Regions from separate parts of the Mus musculus genome. Here regions 1, 2, 3, 5, 6 and 7 are each linked to region 4. A link is a contact called in public HiChIP or PLAC-seq and promoter capture Hi-C data. All regions are on one chromosome and are shown on one strand. The core of a region is the stretch at or near the end of the contact, and the rest is flanking DNA. Distances in the headings are between cores, read along the strand shown. Region 1 has its middle 57 kb from the start of Gm42252. Region 2 has its middle 170 kb from the start of Car8. Region 3 has its middle 92 kb from the start of Gm23860. Region 4 holds the start of Nsmaf (neutral sphingomyelinase (N-SMase) activation associated factor). Region 5 has its middle 180 kb from the start of Gm23860. Region 6 holds the start of 8430436N08Rik (RIKEN cDNA 8430436N08 gene). Region 7 holds the start of Car8 (carbonic anhydrase 8).

What was found. Promoter capture Hi-C pulls out the DNA fragments that hold promoters and counts their contacts. HiChIP or PLAC-seq counts read pairs in DNA pulled down with a chosen protein or histone mark.
Region 1: a promoter capture Hi-C map of liver shows a contact between it and region 4, with 5 times the contacts expected there. The contact joins the enhancer-like site here to the promoter of Nsmaf in region 4. A contact is called at or near these places in 14 of 39 promoter capture datasets (the 3T3-L1 cell line, the C10 cell line, HPC-7-derived erythroid cells and 9 more), 1 of 15 datasets of contacts at CTCF or cohesin (large pre-B cells), 7 of 115 datasets of contacts at active chromatin or transcription factors (the 230-238 cell line, cardiomyocytes, double positive thymocytes and 4 more) and 2 of 9 other capture datasets (embryonic stem cells and liver).
Region 2: a contact with region 4 is called in a promoter capture Hi-C map of liver, with 4 times the contacts expected there. The contact joins the enhancer-like site here to the promoter of Nsmaf in region 4. A contact is called at or near these places in 8 of 39 promoter capture datasets (cranial neural crest, hippocampal neurons, liver and 4 more), 2 of 115 datasets of contacts at active chromatin or transcription factors (the 230-238 cell line and large pre-B cells) and 1 of 9 other capture datasets (embryonic stem cells).
Region 3: an H3K4me3 HiChIP or PLAC-seq map of the 230-238 cell line shows a contact between it and region 4, with 8 times the contacts expected there. The contact joins the enhancer-like site here to the promoter of Nsmaf in region 4. A contact is called at or near these places in 3 of 39 promoter capture datasets (cranial neural crest, frontonasal cranial neural crest and liver) and 3 of 115 datasets of contacts at active chromatin or transcription factors (the 230-238 cell line, large pre-B cells and stem cell-derived neural progenitor cells).
Region 5: an H3K4me3 HiChIP or PLAC-seq map of pro-B cells shows a contact between it and region 4, with 8 times the contacts expected there. The contact joins the enhancer-like site here to the promoter of Nsmaf in region 4. A contact is called at or near these places in 8 of 39 promoter capture datasets (the HPC-7 cell line, HPC-7-derived erythroid cells, cranial neural crest and 5 more) and 3 of 115 datasets of contacts at active chromatin or transcription factors (large pre-B cells, pro-B cells and stem cell-derived neural progenitor cells).
Region 6: a promoter capture Hi-C map of the 3T3-L1 cell line shows a contact between it and region 4, with 2.7 times the contacts expected there. The contact joins the promoter of 8430436N08Rik here to the promoter of Nsmaf in region 4. A contact is called at or near these places in 2 of 39 promoter capture datasets (the 3T3-L1 cell line and hippocampal neurons).
Region 7: a promoter capture Hi-C map of stem cell-derived epiblast-like cells shows a contact between it and region 4, with 4 times the contacts expected there. The contact joins the promoter of Car8 here to the promoter of Nsmaf in region 4. A contact is called at or near these places in 8 of 39 promoter capture datasets (the 3T3-L1 cell line, cranial neural crest, embryonic stem cells and 5 more), 1 of 115 datasets of contacts at active chromatin or transcription factors (embryonic forebrain) and 1 of 9 other capture datasets (embryonic stem cells).

What each region holds. Positions count from the first base shown.
Region 1 is chr4:8,360,920-8,363,637 of GRCm38.p6, forward strand. No RefSeq gene overlaps it. Among named protein-coding and RNA genes, the nearest start is that of Gm42252, 57 kb to the right of the region's middle. Within about 2 kb of position 1,287, at least 10 of the 459 cell types and tissues checked have an H3K27ac peak or open chromatin away from gene starts, as enhancers often do. A contact at or near this core is called in liver, where this site is marked.
Region 2 is chr4:8,071,803-8,074,502 of GRCm38.p6, forward strand. No RefSeq gene overlaps it. Among named protein-coding and RNA genes, the nearest start is that of Car8, 170 kb to the right of the region's middle. Within about 2 kb of position 1,404, at least 6 of the 459 cell types and tissues checked have an H3K27ac peak or open chromatin away from gene starts, as enhancers often do.
Region 3 is chr4:7,911,392-7,914,091 of GRCm38.p6, forward strand. No RefSeq gene overlaps it. Among named protein-coding and RNA genes, the nearest start is that of Gm23860, 92 kb to the left of the region's middle. Within about 2 kb of position 1,445, at least 25 of the 459 cell types and tissues checked have an H3K27ac peak or open chromatin away from gene starts, as enhancers often do. A contact at or near this core is called in the 230-238 cell line, where this site is marked.
Region 4 is chr4:6,452,900-6,455,599 of GRCm38.p6, forward strand. It overlaps Nsmaf (neutral sphingomyelinase (N-SMase) activation associated factor), which reads right to left and starts at 1,372. Exons shown (of 31, transcript NM_010945.2): 1 at 1,086-1,372. The coding sequence starts at 1,144.
Region 5 is chr4:8,004,063-8,006,762 of GRCm38.p6, forward strand. No RefSeq gene overlaps it. Among named protein-coding and RNA genes, the nearest start is that of Gm23860, 180 kb to the left of the region's middle. Within about 2 kb of position 1,274, at least 2 of the 459 cell types and tissues checked have an H3K27ac peak or open chromatin away from gene starts, as enhancers often do. A contact at or near this core is called in pro-B cells, where this site is marked.
Region 6 is chr4:7,559,377-7,562,076 of GRCm38.p6, forward strand. It overlaps 8430436N08Rik (RIKEN cDNA 8430436N08 gene), which reads left to right and starts at 1,312. Exons shown (of 3, transcript NR_040645.1): 1 at 1,312-1,446.
Region 7 is chr4:8,237,765-8,240,464 of GRCm38.p6, forward strand. It overlaps Car8 (carbonic anhydrase 8), which reads right to left and starts at 1,277. Exons shown (of 9, transcript NM_007592.3): 1 at 1,088-1,277; 2 at 155-346. The coding sequence starts at 1,190.

The sequences.
Region 1 (2,718 bases), core at 37-2,536, 1.9 Mb after region 4:
CCTCTCCTCCCTCCCCCTCTCCCTCTTCTCCCTCTAGGTTCCTGCCTTGAACTCCTACCTTGACTTCCTTCAGTAATGGACTATGATATGAAATGTAAGACAAATAAACGCTTTCTTCCACAGTTGCTTTTGTTCATGGTGTTTTAGCCCAGCAATAGAAGGCCTAACTAAGGCCTTAGTTGTTTGTTTGTTTGGGACTGAAACTTTGTAGAGCAGCACAGTGGTTAATTGAAATATGAAGGTATTGGCTACAGTACCTGACACATAGCCATCATTGTGTTCTTTGAGGGGGCCTGCTAGTTTATTCACTGTATTTACTAAGAGACAACTCTGCATTGCTCTCTAGATGGGTTGTGAACAGTGCTTTTATGTATCCCCCAATCCAGAGAAAGAGGCAGATATTGACCAAATCACCAAACATCCTATCAATTCATGAGAGCAGGATCTGAAAAGGTCTATGATGGTGATGGAAAAGTACAAAAATAGAGCAGGCAGGACAACACACAAGCAGGATGCTGACCCTTGCTGAGGAGTAGCCTTTGAACTGTGTTCTGCAACATGAGTCAGAGCTAGCTAGACAACAAAGGTCAGAGTTCAAACAGCAAACCCCAACCTCCAGAGGAGGCTGGGCAAAGGATGTCTGGGACTGCCTGACCACCACACTTAGATGCAAAGCTTTAGTGGTCTTGTCAGCACCTTGTGTGTTTCCTTTATCCTCCTGACCAAAAACATATATGTGAGTCTTCCCAACATTCTTCCAACTAGTACTGCTAAATCCAAGAAGGCAAAGTGAGGGAGAAGAAAAGGCAAACTTGTGTATACCTCTGTCTTGGATGTTTACAGGTGCGTCACCTCCAGATGGAAGAAGAGCTTAGTCTTTAGTTGTCTTTGCGGTTTCTCGGGGTAAGAAGTTGAGATGTCTGTTTGTATGGGTTTCTGAATGTATGTAATTCCAGCCTCACTGGTAATCTTCCACAGTGCAATAACACTCGGGGTTCCATTTATTGGCTTGTTTTTTCCATTAGTCACAGCTGGGTTTTTTTTCTGTTATTTTTTTCCAAGCAATTAATATATTTATTTATTTTGTCCTGGCAGTCTGGAGCAGCTGGACTTTGGGTACAAAGTCTTATATCAAGCTGAACTGATGTTTAGAAAACAAATTGAACTAGATTTACTTTCTTACAAATTCACTCTTGGTCAAATAAAACCATTTGGGGGAGGGAGGTATACACTTTTTTTAAAAAAGTTTTTGTGCCAACAACAATTAGCACAAGCCAGTTGCCCTTCACAGATGTTTGCTCAATTGCTGCCTTCTCTCAGAACATGGCCAGGAAGATGAAAAGGTCCATCTAGAGTTCGGCTAATTGAAAAAGGCTGCAGAGACGTGACCTCCAAAAACACATCCCAGAGTTCTGTCAGAAGACCAGGGAAGGTGAATTTTCCAATTCCTTTTGACCTTAGCTGGGAGGACTAAGCTCCTAAACAAGCCAGACTCCAGGATTCAGACACTCTAATGTGAACCACAAACCCTAAACCCACACTGAATCTAGCTGAGGACCAAAGAGCTAAATTGTATATTTATAGGCCTTTTTTAAAAATAAAGAACACTCGTCCTGTGTGGTGCTGCCAACAAGATCTTTTTCAGTTGTGCCGCTCTCTCTTTTACAACGCTGCCTAAGTAAGCCTGCCAGCCAGACCTCTGTAGTCCATTCCAAGATGATTCTGAGAACAGCAGCACAAAGCTTTAGGAAGTTGGAGTTGTAGGATTTGTAAAGAACCCTTCTTTGGCTGTCAGCAGGAATTCACAGAAATACTAATGGCCGTCTATGGGTGGCCACTGGGGGTTGGGGGAAGGAAGACACATTTTTTTAACACTTTTTTTCTAATGATGAAGACTAAATCCAGGGATACATATTCTACACATAAATGGGTATATAAAGTGATTCTGCTGATTGGCTCTGACATAACTTTAAAGTTTACTTCCTTAATTGGGTTAAACATCTCCACACTGGGAACTCTGGATCATAGGTTTTCTAATAACTTTATTATATAAATAGTACGAAAGTGAATAGCAACCCAGTTTTTGTCTTCAGTTTCATATGGTCTAATTTAGTTGACTTTAACTTGGTAAAATGTGACTATGTGTCAGTTTAGATTCAAGGTTAACATCAGTTAGTTGTGTGAGTCCTGTCCCGAGTCATTGCCTGCATAGCATCTGCACAGGACATAGCATCTGCACAGGAAACTGTAGATTGCCCAAGGTCACACAGAGAGCCATGTCTTCCAAAAGTCTTATTCCAAACAATTTCTCCCTGGAGCACCAAACTGATATTTATTAACAACAATCGACACCTATTGGGTGCCTCTTGGAAATCTAGTGTTGAACAGTCCTTTTAACAACACGTCCTAGCCGGGCGTGGTGGCACACGCCTTTAATCCCGGAACTCAGGAGGCAGAGGCAGGTGGATTTCTGAGTTCGAGGCCAGCCTGGTCTACAGAGTGAGTTCCAGGACAGCCAGGGCTACACAGAGAAACCCTGTCTCGAAAAAACAAACAAACAAAAAAAACAAAAAAAAAACAACACGTCCTTACGATACTCCTGCAAGGTGAATGTTGTTATCAGGATATACTGCCTCATTTATTTGTGGATCTCATCTCCATTTTTATATGGAGATTAGAAGTCTACAGTGTGTGGCCCTCTATCACTGAAGGGCTAAG
Region 2 (2,700 bases), core at 154-2,653, 1.6 Mb after region 4:
TGGTTCGTCTTTTACACTTTGACTCCAGTTTTTCTATCTTAAGAGTAAGCTGATTCTGTAAGTTTTATCCACACCATAGTTGCATGAGCTTATTCATGTATCTCTATCACACCTTATCTTTATACTCAGGCCAATATAATCTTTCATATCCCTGGTATAATGACCAAATAATTCCTAGTTTCCATTTAAGCTGAGAAGATATCCAAGGATTCCTAACTGTGCTGGTATCTCCTCACCTACCTACAAGTGGCCCTAAAGCCCAGAGCTTTGGTTACCAAGGTTACCAGCATCTTCTGATTTATATTATCATTTACTTAGCCCTACAGATTTATCTAACCCTTCTGTAAGTTACAGAATTTCTAGTATGTGATTCCAAGAAACCATTATGCTTTTAATCCCTCACATTGTCATGACTTGAAGCCATGTATTGTTTGTGGACATGGGGGTCATCTTGTACATGTAGACTAAGACTCTGACTGAACTGTGGCAGCATCTTATATAATTTATGCTACACAGAACATAAATAATAAATTCTCATTGAGTTCATGATTTTGATTTCAAATTGAAATGTTTAAAAAGTATAAATTATACATCACAAACATTATTAATATTTGAGATTTAGTTATCATCACAAAGTATGACTTATGGCATAGTCTAATTTACAGACCAGAAAATTTAGGCTTAATGAAGCTGAATAAATTTCCCAAGGTCAGACATCTGGCAAACAGTAGATTTAGACTCAAACAGATAGTTCTTTGATTCTAGAGTCCACATTACCATATAAATTATTAAAATGAACTAAATATGGAGGAACTGAATAAATGAATAATTAAGATATAAATCAAAGACACTTTTTCAAACTCTCTAGTTACAATTCCCATAGACTATGTGCTTTTCTTCTATATACTTAACTGAGCAAAAGAGTTTCCAGTAAATTTCAGACTCAAGGAACATATGTTTTCTGTATTAAGAGTTCATACTGTTAATCCCACACATGTGAGAAGAAAGACCACTGACCCAAATCTCGATCTAAAAATTAATTAAAGCAAAAAATCAATTAATTAAAGAAAGCTTGTTTTATTTGTATATACAGGCTGACTCTCCCTAAAGGTGGGGTTCTAGAGACCAGCATTGGACATAGGTAAGATAAGGGATTTTATAGTCCCAAAGTAGGGGGTTTCCAAAGGGGGTTGGACAAATAGCAGGTGTTACAGAAACAGAACATAAGCATAAGAGGTTGATCATAACCATCTCCTGAGGCAAAGACATTATAGCAAAGAAGTCATAACAATGTTTTAAATCAAAGACACAGTAGGTGTTTCCTGAACAGGCATTACAGAACCATTTGTAGTTAAGGTTAAGGTAGTCCAATCCTTGAGAAACAGATTTAATCATAAACAGGTGTGGGAACTAAAAGGGGTAGGGGAAGGAGGGGGGAGAGAGTATAGCCCACATCCGGCCAGAGTCCCTCCTATCCTCTGGGCAGGCAGATGTGGGAGGGCTGCCAGACACTTTCCACTCGGCCCCGGGTGGGCATCTAAGTCACTGACCCCACTCGACAGGGAGTGGACAAGGGGCAGCCCCTGACTATAGACCCCAGAGCAACACCCTGTAGCCTGTAGCCTGTAGAGGGTGGAGGGAGGGAGGCAAGAGTCCTTAGTCCAGGCCTTGACTGGAGCACAGGATGGCCTTCCATCAGGAGATTAGAAACGGCTCATTAGAGGAAAGCCTATCCCATCATCTAAGCTCAGCGGGCCTTGATGAACAGAGACATCCTATGGTTTTAGAGCTTTATTGTAGAAAGGCAGGGAGAATGGAGAGAAGGTGGAAAGAGAGAGAGAGAGACAGGCCATGGGCAAGAGGAGAGAAGGAGGAAAAGGAGAGAGAGAAGAAAGGCTAGAGTAAGAGGGAGAGAGGGAGAGGAGAGAGAGAGAGAGAAGAGGAGAGGAGAGGAGAGGAGAGGAGAGGAGAGGAGAGGAGAGGAGAGGAGAGGAGAGGAGAGGAGAGGAGAGGAGAGGAGAGGAGAGGAGAAGAGAGGAGAGGGGAAAGGAAAGTAAGTGTAAGAGAAGAAAGAGAGCGAGGTAGGGCCAAGCAACCCCTCTTTTGGTATGCAGTTATCTTTACTGCTGCTAGGTAACTGGGGAGGAGTTTAGCCTGAAGGTCAGAAGCTTAGGACAGTGCCTACAAGACTACTAGCCATGCTTCTCTTGTGGGGGCTGAGGGGGTGGTAATTTTGACAGGAGCCAGGGTTCCAGGAGACATGAGAGAACTCCTTCTGTCCCATATAGGTGAATTATTACCACCGAGTCCCAGGGTTCAACATCTAGCCTCAACTGGAAACCAGGTTGTCTGTGCATAGCTCAATGCCCAACAAACAGGAATGAATCCAGTTTGTTTTTATTTTAAGATGGCTTTCATCCTAAGATGGAGGCAACCCGGTTTATCAGTACAAAGATCTGGAGTATTAGAGAAGTGTTGAAAACAGTTGAGTTAAGTCAGCAAAGTGTTTGCTTTGCAACCATGGGGATCTCAAATTGATCCCTAGAACAATGCTTTAAAGGCAAAACAAACAAATGAAAAAAACAGCTTTAATTCCAGTGCGGCGGGTGGGTAGCTCCCTGAGGATCACAGTTTATCCTATACTGCAAACTCTAAGACAATGAGATACCCTGTCATAAAAACCCAGGAAAATGATGCTTG
Region 3 (2,700 bases), core at 195-2,694, 1.5 Mb after region 4:
ATAAGGGGAAGGTACATTTTAAAGTGATAAATGTCTTTGTCTGTTATGAGACAAATTCTATAAGGAGTAAGCAAGAATAAGCACAAATCTAGTTGTTTTTAGAACTTGCTGAGATGCCGTTTCCTGGAAGCAGATCCAGGAGAATTGTGCAGCAGAATAAATGTCCTATTTTCTTTCTTGTGCCTGGAGATTACAGTCATTGAATAGGTGGCTTCATCATTTTCTCATACTGTTTGTAAGTCTAGGACAATCGCTAATGACATTTTTTCTCAACTATTCTTAGGCATCAATTCAATTTGTTTACACACACACACACACACACACACACACAAAATAAAAAATGTCAGGAAATAGTAACTTACCACCCAGTGCCACCCTTTCTCCTTGGCCAAGGTGACTCATTGGAAGGTAAAGATTTCTTCCTGTGGCATTAACATAAGGTTGTCAACATTCATCACTTCTAATGCAATTTATTCTGCTCATGTGAGAGGCAAACATGAACTGTTTAAAGCAGATCTCCAGGTCAGTATCTACAATCCACCAGGAATATTTGCAGACAGATGAAATTGCTTAGAACTTGTGAGTAATCTTCTCTAGTGTCCTTCTGTAGACCAACTGTATCTTTGTAATTTGATGTGGCCAATGCAACATGTTCGGTAGCTTGACTTACTTTATACAAGCAAGTCAAAAGCTTTCTCTTATAGCTCAGGCTATGTTTAACCTCAAGATCCTCAGCCTCATGGGTCCTGGAATTTCAGCTGTGCACCAATACAAAGCCACAATGGAGCAGATTAAGCAAATGAAAACACATTCACTCTGAGGCTCAGATAGGTGACTGCATCCCCCTCATCATTGTTTCCACAAGAAGAGTTGGTTAAATTCTGCTTTGGTGCAAAATGACAATAAAAATATATCTGGCCTTCATGTTTTCTTATAGAAAGAGAGCATGGTGTAGAGTTTGAACAGACATTTCAACTTGGACATTTTTAGTGGAAGATTCATTTATTGAACAGATATAAGGAAGGCAGCATAAAAACATTAGTGAATTCCCATCCATCCCAACGCTTGCTTACATAAAAACAAGAAACTCTAGAAACTTTGGATAAAAAAATGAAAGAAAACATTAACAGCATGACAAAATAGCATCTTTCTGCAAGAAAGAAGTGAAAATGTTTAAAACTTAATAATGCAGATACCAAAAAGAGACAGAGGTTTCCTTTTTTGCCTAGGACAAAAGAAAATCTATAGATTAAATCCTCAGGAAATTATTTGATAGAGAAGAGCAATTCCAATGCTGTCACATGGTTTTTAAATAGTATTGGATTAAGAGAAGCACCAGAGACTTTTCATGGTACTTTTTTCCATGTTAGAAAAGTCATCTCAGCTCTGTAGGCAGACCAAATGACTTCACAAACCACATCCTCATTACTCAGAACTAGATTCCACTTTTCAGTATTTCAGTATTATTAGCTCTGTCCCCAATTTCTTCCGTTGAAACCACTGCATGTGTACTTACTGGCCCAGTGACCACCACTGATGCTAATCAGACCTCTCATTTTCTTAACTAGGGATGTTTAACATGAAGTAGGTCAGAGAAGAAGAGGAAATTATAGGTGGGGAGTGGGCCAATGTGTGCTAGAAATATTAAATTCATGCATACGCATGGGCTCTTCTATTATAAATCAGCTATTCAAGTAGCATTTGAAATACTTGTCTGATTTCCTGGTTCTAATCTCTTAATGATATGTTTGCAGTGCCGATGAATTCTTACCATTTTGATACTCCCAGAGCAGTTCACAACCCTCATACAAGCACCTCTTGCTCATGGTCCTGTCTGTCATAGATATGACTTACTAGATTTGAGATGCAAAAGAGGCTGTCACTCATTTAGACAAATGATGAGAACTGAGTCACTTCATGAAAACAAGGACATCCCTCTTCTTCTCTTGCTCACCTAAAACCTGTGACGTTTTCTCATCTTCCTTTCCTTGCATAAAAGGCAAGTGTCTCAAAGTCCGCTGGAAGGTTTCTCATTTCAGATTCAGTATGTCACCTGTTAATTCAGGGTGGATACCTGTCTTGTCTATTTTTACCAGTAGTCTCTGTACTTCCATAGTGAGGCAACAACCAACATAGAAGCATATTTCTGGTACTCATTGCTCTAGCTACCACACCCTACTTACTTACTTCAGTTGTTCCCATAACATTTGTTATGTCTGGATCTTTATTAATGATACCAAAGTATAAAAGGACAGTTTCTACTCATAAAACGATTTTTAAATGCTATTTCTGCCAAATGTTCACACAGAACTGAGGGATTCATGCATAAATAAAGGCAAACTTTTAGATACATTGTCAAATGAACTCTGGGTGTATTCTATAAACATTAAGAGAAAGGAAAATAAGTTTTTATTTGATACAAATAATAAGGCTATGCACCTAATAATTCAAGATACCTTTCAAATGACCTTTCAAATGATCTGTATTAAGTATGTTTATCACTGCAATGCTTACATCTTAGATATTAAGCATATGGAAGGGAAGTAAGTGTGCTGTGCCTTCATTCCTTGGTATAGAGAATCTCTTAAACAAAGATTCACACAGGTAAATGACTAAACATTTTAAATTTAGAAATCACAAATCATACTTTAAATGTGTTACTAAAACAATTTTAACTACATCTTTCTCCAAGATATCTTT
Region 4 (2,700 bases), core at 122-2,621:
CTGCTTGGTTTACGTTCAAAATAAAAATTTGGGGTGATCAGGAAGTAGAAATCAGCTGCTGGTGCTGAGTGTAGGGAAGAGTTGATGCTGGCAGCTGATAAATGTTTGGGCTGGGAGCACTCCTACCTTGGAGTACTGTGAACATATGTACATAATATGTAAACAAACCAGCATTTGCTGGAAATAACCGGGGCAGCGAGTTCCTCTAACATTACAGAGCAGCGTAAGACGATTAAAATAAGTCAGAATCTACGACAAAACACCCCCTGTCCGATTTCGCTGTTTATCACAGGATTGTTACAAATGACTAAGTCCTAGAAACATGACAGGCCACGCGTTTAAAACATTTCAAATGTTAATCTGAATGCTCTTCAATGTAACACAGAGCACCAACAAGTCTTAACAAGTCGTCGGGTGCCAGACAAAGAAATTCCATTTAAATTCCGGAGGTGGAAAGGTAATTTCAGCGCGGACCACCCTGCCAGCCCACTACATCTTAGAGAGAGATGCGGGGCTTGGGGAAGAGGGCGGGTTGAGCAATAGCTACAGGTGAAGCCTCCGCAGAGCACCCAGAATAAAAGCTGCACCTGCATTTCCTGGCATAGCCTGCTTCGCTGGATCCACTCAGCAACAACGTGACCGTCGGATCCCGGCTCCCACAGACAAACCCGCATCTCAAAACAAACAAACAAAAATGTAGCCCGCGTTCCCGCTGGAACCACAGCTGGGTCACAAAACCAACCGCCCTGGGAGGGACCCACGGGGCGGAAGTGCGCTTTCCTGTGCGGGGACGGGATCTGAGGGAGGCCGGAGCTCTACCCACGTCCTCCCTGGGCCGCGGCTGACCGCGGCCGCCCCGCCGCACGCGCTTCCCCAACAGCCTCCCATGCAGGGCGCGGAGGGTCGGTGGGGAGACGCCGGCGTGGGACGGCGGGCGGGCGGGCGCGGGGACCGCCCTGCCTTCGCGTCCCCAGGCGCCCCCGCCAGCCGGGCCCACCCGCGCGCGGCTCTGCGGCCCCGGAGGCGGCCGCGGCCTGCAGGAGAGTCCCCGGCTGCCGCCCGGCCCGGCCTCCCGCCCCGCGCACCTCTCCTTGGAGTAGAGCTGCAGCTGCTGCTCGCGCTGCCTCTTCCGGGTGAACGCCATGGAGGCCCAGGGCTCGCAGGCCGCCGACTGTCCCGAGCAGTCCCGAGCGGCCGCACCGGGCGGGCAGGCGGGCGGGCGGCCGGGAGCCCCACGCTGCGCCCCAGGGCCCGCGGCGTCCGGACGGCGCTCACCGCAGCATCCTCGCGTGGGGACTCGGGCGACGCCGTGACTCAGGCCCGGAGGAGGGGCGCGCAGTGACCTGAGGCCGCGGGAGCCGCGTCCTACACTGCCCCGACTAACCTCTGCAGCGCTGCTGCGGCGAGGATACCTCCCACGTGAGCCTGAGACCTGCCCGGGAGCCCCCCAGTTCGTTGGCGGCGGGGATTTGAAATAACAAGGTTTTTGGATGTTTAGTCCCAAATTTCAGTCTTTGAAATAAATAATCGATGGGATTTTATTTTATTTTTTTCGCCCGTGTATGGTGTAGCGGTTCTTAGTAATATTCATATTTAGGTTGCAACTATTATCACAGTGATGGGATATTTTTACTATCTCAAAAAGAAACCTTTACCTTTTAGCAATCACTACTCCTAGGTGCATCTCCACAAACCTTTGCCCTAGAAAACAGTACTTAACTTTCTGTCTCTGTGAATTTGCCTAGCCTGGACATCTAGAATAAAAACATCCATACAATATGTGGTCTTTGTGTCTGATTTCTTTCATTTAGCACAATGCTTCCAAGGTTCGTCTGAGGTATAGCACAAGTCAACATTCTATTCCTTTTTATCACGGAAGTGTATTCCATTGTATCACACACTGCATTCCTGTTAATATATTCAACAGTTGCCAGGCACAGCAGTGTTCCCACCTTTTGGCTATAAGCATTCACGTACCCGTTTATGTGTGTAAATGCTTTCATTTCTGTTGAGTGAAGTCGAAATCAAAGGGTGGAGTTTCTAGACTGTTTTAATAAGTCCATCTGTGAACTCTGAAAGTCTGCTACTGTGCTTTCAAAGTATCCATTTAACTCCCACTAGCAGTAAAGAAAGGTTCTTACCTTCAACAATACTTACCTTTTATATTCTGTCCTGCCAACTATGACTCGTATTTCATTGGGGTTATGATTTCTCAATACCCTGAGAATACGCTGGATATTGCTTACCTTTAAGGGACTCTCAAATAACAAGCCTCTAAGTTGTGTGTGTTGAAACACTCCTAGTGTTGGCTTAAGAATCAAGTTCTGCAGGGTTGAAAAAAAAGCACAACAATGGCAACAATTAGCTGTCCTTCATCACTGGCAGCATGTGGGGGAAGATCGGAAGTCATAACTGAAGAGACCTGAGTACCCTATGTCAGTGAATCTCTTCCTTTTATCCGAGTGCTGCACAGACTCTGTAACTACCCTAATGGTCCTTGGGAACGAGCTTGTGTGCATGTGTGCACAATGACATAAGATTATGAGAATGGCTAAGATACCATCTGAAAATTTTCTGTGTGGCAAATAGTATAGTAGATGCTATGGACTCAAAGGAGAGAAATTAATTTGGCTGGAATAAAGTAATTAAAAAATAGACCAGAATCTAAGTTTTCTTTTCATTAAACATTGAGGAAAGATG
Region 5 (2,700 bases), core at 24-2,523, 1.6 Mb after region 4:
TGTTGTTATTTGTTTATTTTTGAAAGAGAGAAAAGCATAACGTTGAAGTGAATAGGAGAAACTGGGAGAAGGGAAAACATGATCAAATATATTGAATTTTTTTCAAAAACAAAGGAAGAAGCACTCTTCAAGGGGAGTGGTGTTTTGCCACTGGCATTATTTGGACTAGCCGGTTCAGGGTGGTTAATCTCTGGGGCAAAACCTGATGTTTCCTTTGACAATCTACAACTCCTCGCAGCTGTCCCCAGTGCTCACTTTTTTCACAATTTTACAAATATGCCTGTGTTGCTCAGCCTCAAAGATTAAAATGTAATGAGGCTAAAACATTATAATGTAAAAATGAAATAAAATGTTAGTGTTCTTTAGGAAAGAATCTTTCATGACACTAGCCATATTGTTGATGCAGTAGAGAATTACCACCCCCCCCCTTTTTTTTTGGAGAAAACTGTTTCTACATTTAGAAAGCATACAGCTAACTCTTGATGTCTGGTTATTTCTGTTTTTAAGCTGGAATATTTAGACTACTTTATTTCACATATTCATTGACATATTTGGATGTAAGTCTGTGCATTTCCTACGTGATCCATTCTTCATTCCTCTCCACCAAGGAATTCTGCATTAACTGAGTAATTCTTTCATCACATCCCATCCTTGATATCTCTGACTCAACATATGTATTTACTAATGTGACTGCTGGACAGTTTGTAGCATGAATATCTACAATAACTTAGCACAAGTTGCTTTCAAGTGAGAACCTCTTCATGCATAGCACATGTTTCTCCCTCTGTACCATTCTTTGTCCCATTGCTACTAATCTTACAGTGTACAGTATTGCTTTTGATCGAAATTGACAAGAATATTTTAAGGACATAAAAAATATCAGAGGAAATGGCATTTTATATTTTTCTCTTCATATTCACCATATCTGGCATTATTTCATTATAAAACTGTTTCTACTTGTATCGTTTCCCTCAAGCCAGGAGAACTTTCTTTCACACTGCTTATAGTGCAAGATTATTGGCAATGAATTCTCTCAGCTGTAGTTTTATTGAAATAAAAATGGGTTTTCTAAGGAACATTTTAAGGGAATACAGAATATCAATTTGACAGTCCCCTCCTCTGACATTTTGAAGCTGTGTACTGTTGTCATCCGGATTGCAAATTTTTCATAAGAACTCTGAAATTATTTTCATCTGTGCTCCTATGGACAGTGATCCCTGATAGGGGGCAATTTTCTCCCCAAGGGAAATAGACAGCATCTGCAGACACTTTGATTGCCACTGAGGGGTGTTGTTACTGCCATCTAGTGGGCAAAGGTGAAGGATGTTGCTAAACATTCTCAATACAAGAATGCTCCCTCAATCAAGGAATTATCTGCACATTTCCTACAGTGCTGAAGCTGAGGACCCTTGCAGTGTGGAAAGTGTGTCCATTTTAATAAGAATCATTTCCATATTTTTGTATTTCTCACTGACTTTAAAAACATTTGATTGTGATTAATTTTTCTTCATATATTTAAGCCTTACCCTTTTCATTAAGATGAGAAATACTTTGGTCATTATCTGCAAGGATTTCTTCTACCCATCATCCCTTCTCTCTCCTTCTGAAACTCTATTACATATATTGTAGCCACTCGGTCTTAGCTCACACATGCTTAAGAAGGCCACTCAGCCATTCCCTCCACCCTCTTCTCCTTCCTTCTGCATTAGATTTCTAGTGTCAAGCTCATTTTAACTGCTTGCTTTATTTTTTCATAATATACAGTAAATTCAATATTTAGTATCTGAAATTTTCATTTGCCTCTATTTTCTATCATCTGTGTCTTTTCTCGTGTTCATCTTTTAACATATATACACTTAAACATTGTCATAAACACTGTTTTAAAATTCCTCTTTGAGAATAGAAAGATAAAGAATCGTTCCTCACTGGGCACAGTTACAGATAGACAGGAATCCAGCATGCTGTCCTACTAAGATAACTATAGATTACATATTGCACATTTAAAGCTCTAGAAGAAAATATTCTGAAAGTTTTCACCATAAAGAAAGGATAAATGTTGAAAAGATAAATACTTTAACACAAAATAATATATTAATATGTACAAGTTTTGACTTTGTGGATCAGTTGAAAATAAATACAAAAATAAAAACAATAGGGAAAACTAATAGAAGTCAACATATGTATATATCCTAAAGATTCTTATTTGTGGGAGTACTGTCATTTTACTTTGCTGGTGTGTGTGTGTGTGTGTGTGTGTGTGTGTGTGCGTGTGTGTGTGTGTTTTAAATCACCCCATTTTCCCATAGTGCTGAGGAGTGAACCCAGGGTTTTAAACATTAAACAAGCACTCTAACACACTCCCAGTCTTTTCTTCCTGCATTTTGTTGGTATATATTAATTACACAAATCATGGGTTTAATAAAATTCTCCATATAGCATGTACTAATTAGCCCATGTTACCATCTCCTGTTTCCCTCTACCTGCCCCCATTCATTCTTTCCCACATTCCAGTCTCTCTTCTACTTTCACGTTTTTTACATTGAAATTAGAACACCTCATCTGAGAGAAAAAGTGAGATTTGTTTTTCTGAGTCTGGCTAAATGGATTTAACTCAATAATCTCCAGTTTAGGCCATTTTCTTGAAAATGACATAGTTTAACTTTCTTTTATTACTGAAAAAAAGTCGCATAATATACATGA
Region 6 (2,700 bases), core at 62-2,561, 1.1 Mb after region 4:
ATGGCACACCTCTATGAGTCAGCCTTATATTATGTACTAGTCTAAATGACTGACATTTATTATTTTCTTATCATTTTCTAAATTGACAGTCTAAATGTGGCACTTTCTTATTCAGAAGTAGAAAACTCATTTCTCAAGGATGCTAAACAATGGATTATGATAGCTGTCACTTAGAAAAATATCTTTGTTTGGATACCGAGTATGGAATAGGGAATAGGGAGAATGGTTGCAGAAAACCCAAAGTCAGAATATAGATAAGGAAGGGTAGTGTCATTGCTCTGGGGTGTAGTGAAATAAACCGCCATGAATATTAAAAAATTAACATAATTTATTAGCCAACAATTTCCCATGAAGCTGAGGGATGAAAAAAGTCAAAATTACCTGAATTTATAACTTCCTTGTATACTAACAACCTAAAACTCCCATCACTACTCTCAGATCAATAAGATGTGTCTAATACCTGAGCCTTGAAAGTCATGGTGAGTGAAGAAAGTGTCTAAACCTGATTCTGTCCCACTTTTATCTTTTTGTAAAGGAACAGCTAGAAGCACAGATGGTTATCTAAGATTCCGCCATGTTCCTCAGCAGGCACTGTTATCACGTTATAGTAAGTTAGATTTCTTGGGGGAAGTGCAGTAATTCTTCCATGACATGAAGGAACTTCTATGCAGCTGAGATTAGAAAGCTATCAGACCTCGGAGGAAAGGAACTGAGGGTTTTGGCAGTACATTCCAGAAGCCTAAGAGCTTATTTTAGGACAAGGTGATTTCTCATTTTTAGCACTCCCTCCTAGCAGAATTTCAGACTGTCTTATTATTCTACTTCTTGGAAATGAGTCCAATAAAATGACAAATATGCTTAGTGAGCCAAAGAAAACATTGGAATTCAATTTTATGTTATTGGGTGTTCATTCTTTGTTTTAATTGCTAACAAACTTCTTTGTCCTTAAACATGAGATTGGCATTAAATTAATGGAATGATCTAATCTAGTCTTCTTGGTTCGGAGTTCAGAATTATTAAGCAATGAATAGGCAGGGTTACAGCTGAGGTTCTATAGGGCATGTATCATTGCAATTTTCTTTATTTTTCTGGCCAGAAAAATAATACAGGGCCAATCCCAACCCAAACTGAGTATTCAAGAAAACAGGAGCATGAAGTTAAAGTATGTAAAGTTTTATGGAATGGCTTGGAAGTCAACATTGTTTGTATAACTCTAAAGAAGTAATCTGATCTGTGGTTCTCAAAATTCCTTAACATACTCAGCCAGAAAGCAGCAGATCCACTCCAACATCTTGAAATACTTACTGTCTCACAAGGCTATGCTGCCTCCAAAGTGTGATCTGGGATGAAGCTCCATGAGAGTAAACGGAATACCAGCCGGTGGAAAATAACAAGATAAAACCTACAAGACAGGCATACTCACTGTCAAATCCTGCATGTCCAGACGTGAGTGGAAACTTCAGCAGTTATTCTTAAATCTTGAGTTTAATTTTTCTTATTTTGTTAGAACTATAAATGGCTGAGTGTTGTAAGATGTTTTTAATAATAGCTGCTTTCATGTTTCAGATTTGAGATGTAAACATGAGGAGTTAAAGAGGACAGAAGGCAATTTTCATATAACTGCTACAATCTCTATTTAAAATATTTGTAACTAGATTAATGATCGTTACACTAAACCTAGAAATTCAGATGTCTGTGTCTATAACATGTAGCTTAGAGCTGAAGCTCTAAAGTTATGTTTTTTTTTCTGTTGTCGTTTATTTGTTTATTTTTTGAGACAGGGTATTGCCATGTGACTCAGATTGGCTTTTTATTTAGTTATCCTCCTGTGTACTGAATTTATTGGCACGTGCAACTTTACTAGGTTTAGAAGTTATGGTTTTTTGGTTTAATTCTTTTTTAATTGTATTTTTATTATTTAAAGTAATTTTTAATTTTAAATATATGTTGATTATATTCTTCCCCTCCCTCAAGTCCTTCCAGATCTACCCCTCCTCCCTATCACCCAAGGTTAAGGTTTGTTTTTTCTTTTTTTTTTTATATAAAACAAAACAAAACAAAAAACAGCACAACAAAACCAAGAACATAAAGTAAGACAACACCCCCAAAACAAAACAAAACAAAACAAAACGACAACAACAAAAAACCCAAGTTATAACCAAATAAAAGCACAGAAAAGAACTATGGAGTTCATTATATTTGGGTCTAAACATGAAGTCTGCCTTGGAGCGATATACCAAGTATTGCTGCAATGGAGAAAACTCATTTTCCCTCTCACACCAGATATAAATGACACTGGAGATATTAACCTTTACTAAAGTAGTTAGGTTTCCTTTCATTCATTTTTTTAAAAGACTATAACAAAATAAAATATAATATGATAGAACAAAGGCCACCACACTAGTGTTCGACAGGACAAACCAACAGAAGGAAAAGAGCCCAAGAGAGGCCACAAGAATCAGAGACCATTCATTCACACACTTAGGAATATCATTAAAGTACTAACCTGGAAGCTATAATATATATGTGAGTACTCATGCAGAGCCTGTGCATTCTGAAATATATATATTTATAATATAGATGTGATATATAGTATATATAATACAATATATATGAAATACATATGAAATACATATTTACCTGCACATTTGAACTTTTGAAGAAAAATTTAATATTGGTTGAAGACCACTTATCTAAAAT
Region 7 (2,700 bases), core at 27-2,526, 1.8 Mb after region 4:
TTAGCCCCTGAGAACTCTATTAGAAAATAATTCCCAGAAAAATGCAACTTATAAGGACCATGAAAATAGAAACTGTGTTGGTGTCGCCTTTAAAACCATACAAGTTAAATCAGAGCTTGCTTATAAAAGTGCAGAAACATGTGTTCCAAATTACCTGATTTTGACTTCAGGATGACTTGAATGGTGTGTCCATCGTTGGTGACTTCACAGTCCCGGCACACCACATAATTTGGAGACAGGCGGACATCCAGCAGTGAGGGGTCATACCTGGCTTCTCTGGAGTTTAGGTTGATAGGTGACTGGTACTCCCCATTAGCATCAGGAAACACTAAGCCCCACTCAACACCTGAAGACAAAATGAGACTAGGTTGGATTTTTTTAAGGTTAATGACAGTAAAATATAACACAAAAATCTCATAATCCTTAACATTATAGCTGTGACTATCATCTGTATGTAGATGAAATATAAGAAATGTGTGTGGGTTTTTACATTCATTACGTGAGTGATCTGTTGTTAAATATCACACACAAAATCCTCTACTGTCTGTGCATACAGACGCTTTGATGTAGGGATCTAAGAAACTTATGCCATCTTGAAGTGACTAGAAAAAAGATACCTCAGAAATTTCTTCTGCTCATCAGTTCAATTATGTGCAGTACTGGGAAATTTCCTCAAAGCCCCACATGCTCAGAGACAACAGAAAACCTGTAACGCTAATGAGCGCCACTTGTTTAAAATGCAAATACAGTGTCCCATACATATTAGTTCTTTTGCTCTTTTCTCCGTGTATACAGGAAACATGGGCGGGCACTAATGACTATTCGAAGCCCTGGATCTGCGAAGACAGATTTAGAAAACTCTTTTTAAAGTCCCCAAGATCCAGCCTGCAATTCGGGACGGTTTTTCTGAAGTGCGTTTGGTTATACTTCCCAAGACTAGAAAGCAACTCGGTTGCACGTCTGCTCCAGGCTGGGAGATGTGGCTGCCTGGGTGCAGCAGGTGCGAACAGCACTCAGGCAGCCACGGAGGGGCAAGTGGGGGACCGCGTGGGGCGTAGCAGCCGCGACAGCGGCCCCACGAGCCTACCTTCCTCGTAACCCCACTCCACGCCCTCCTCCTCCTCCTCTTCCTCGTCTTCCTCCTTCTCGGGGAAGGCGACTGCATCCTCAATGAAGCTCAGGTCAGCCATGGGCAGCTCTGCGACACGGGTGCGGGAGCGGCAGGCGCGGGGCTGGGGACCGCACTGAGCGTGGCAGTCCCCGCGAGCGCGAGAGGCAGCGGTCCGGCGCAGGCTTGCGCGTTTTAAGGTCGGTGGGGGCGTGTCTGACTCGAGGACACGCCCCCCGCCCTACACTCCCACCTACACCCCCTCTCACCCCACAATCGGGACAGGCAAGCCTGCGAAAATCAAACTGGGGCTGCAGCAACACGGGAAGCCTGCTGCACCCAAGTCCTAATACCCTTTCAAAAGCCTGGAGACTCCAAAATCCGCCCTGTCTCCCGTGCTCCCCTTGCTCCAAACAATTTTCCCAATGGAGTTGCCTTGCTTTGGGAACGGGATTGAGACCGGGAACCCAACAAGACTCCCTGGTCGAATGGTTTATTGGCCATCGTTTACCGGTCAATTTTGTTGGGGTTTGGTTTTGTGAGACTGGGTCTCAAGGAGACCAGGTTGGCTTCAAACTCCTCCCAGTGGAGAAGCGGATGACCTTGAACTGCACAGGGCTCGCTCCACTTTGCAAACACTGGGCTTGCAAGAATGCACCACCACCATGGGGCCAAGCGTGGTGGTGGCAGCTTATCTGAGCGAGTTTTACTTTTTAATCCGTCCTTAAAACACAGGGAAAATGAATATGGATTTTATTTTTCCCAAAATAAGTCCAACAAACATTTCACGAAAAATAATTTAGCAACTAGACATAGGTATAGTTTGAGAAATTTTTACTAAATATATTTCAAAGACAATGAAATGGGGTGTTTGGTTCCACTTTCTAAGTCTGGGGTGCTGCTGCAGGCTCACCTTGCTGTGGACACCGCTCCCAAGCGCCTCGTGAAGTCGCGCAAATAATGAAATGCACACACATTACGAAACAAACAGGAACTTTCCCCGATCCAAAGAGGTCAAGTCGTTACCCCTGAAGCGTGTGTCCCAACCTCAGGCTAATGCTTCATCCTGGTGTTCCAGCCCTGTTCAGTAACCCCTAAGCTCCTTTCCTCCACGATAGCAGATATATTTGCATAGTAAGTTAGTACTCAGGCCTGCAGTATGCTTTGCCTTTTACATAGCCCATGCACACTCCACAGTGTCTGTGAGATTAATGGATGCATCGAGTTCCTCAAACAGGGCGGGGGTGATTGATTAGCTGGGAAATTTTAAGGTGCCGGGTTGCTATCCTTTACTGCCTGTTGGGGCCTTAACTTAAAAAATAAATATCGTATCACGTCTTCAGGAAGTGGATGGAGGCTAAGGAGAAAAACATCAGTTGACCTACTCCTCCACTGTCTGAAGAAAAACAAAAAACAAAAACAAACAAACAAACAAAAAACCTCCTGGACAGCTGCAGCACCCACATGGCCTGTGGGTTTCAGGGTGTGTGTGTATGTTGTTGTTTTTTTTTTTTTTTAATTAGGTACTTTCCTCATTTACATTTTCAATGCTATCCCAAAGGTCCCCCATACCCACCCCCCAATCCCCTACC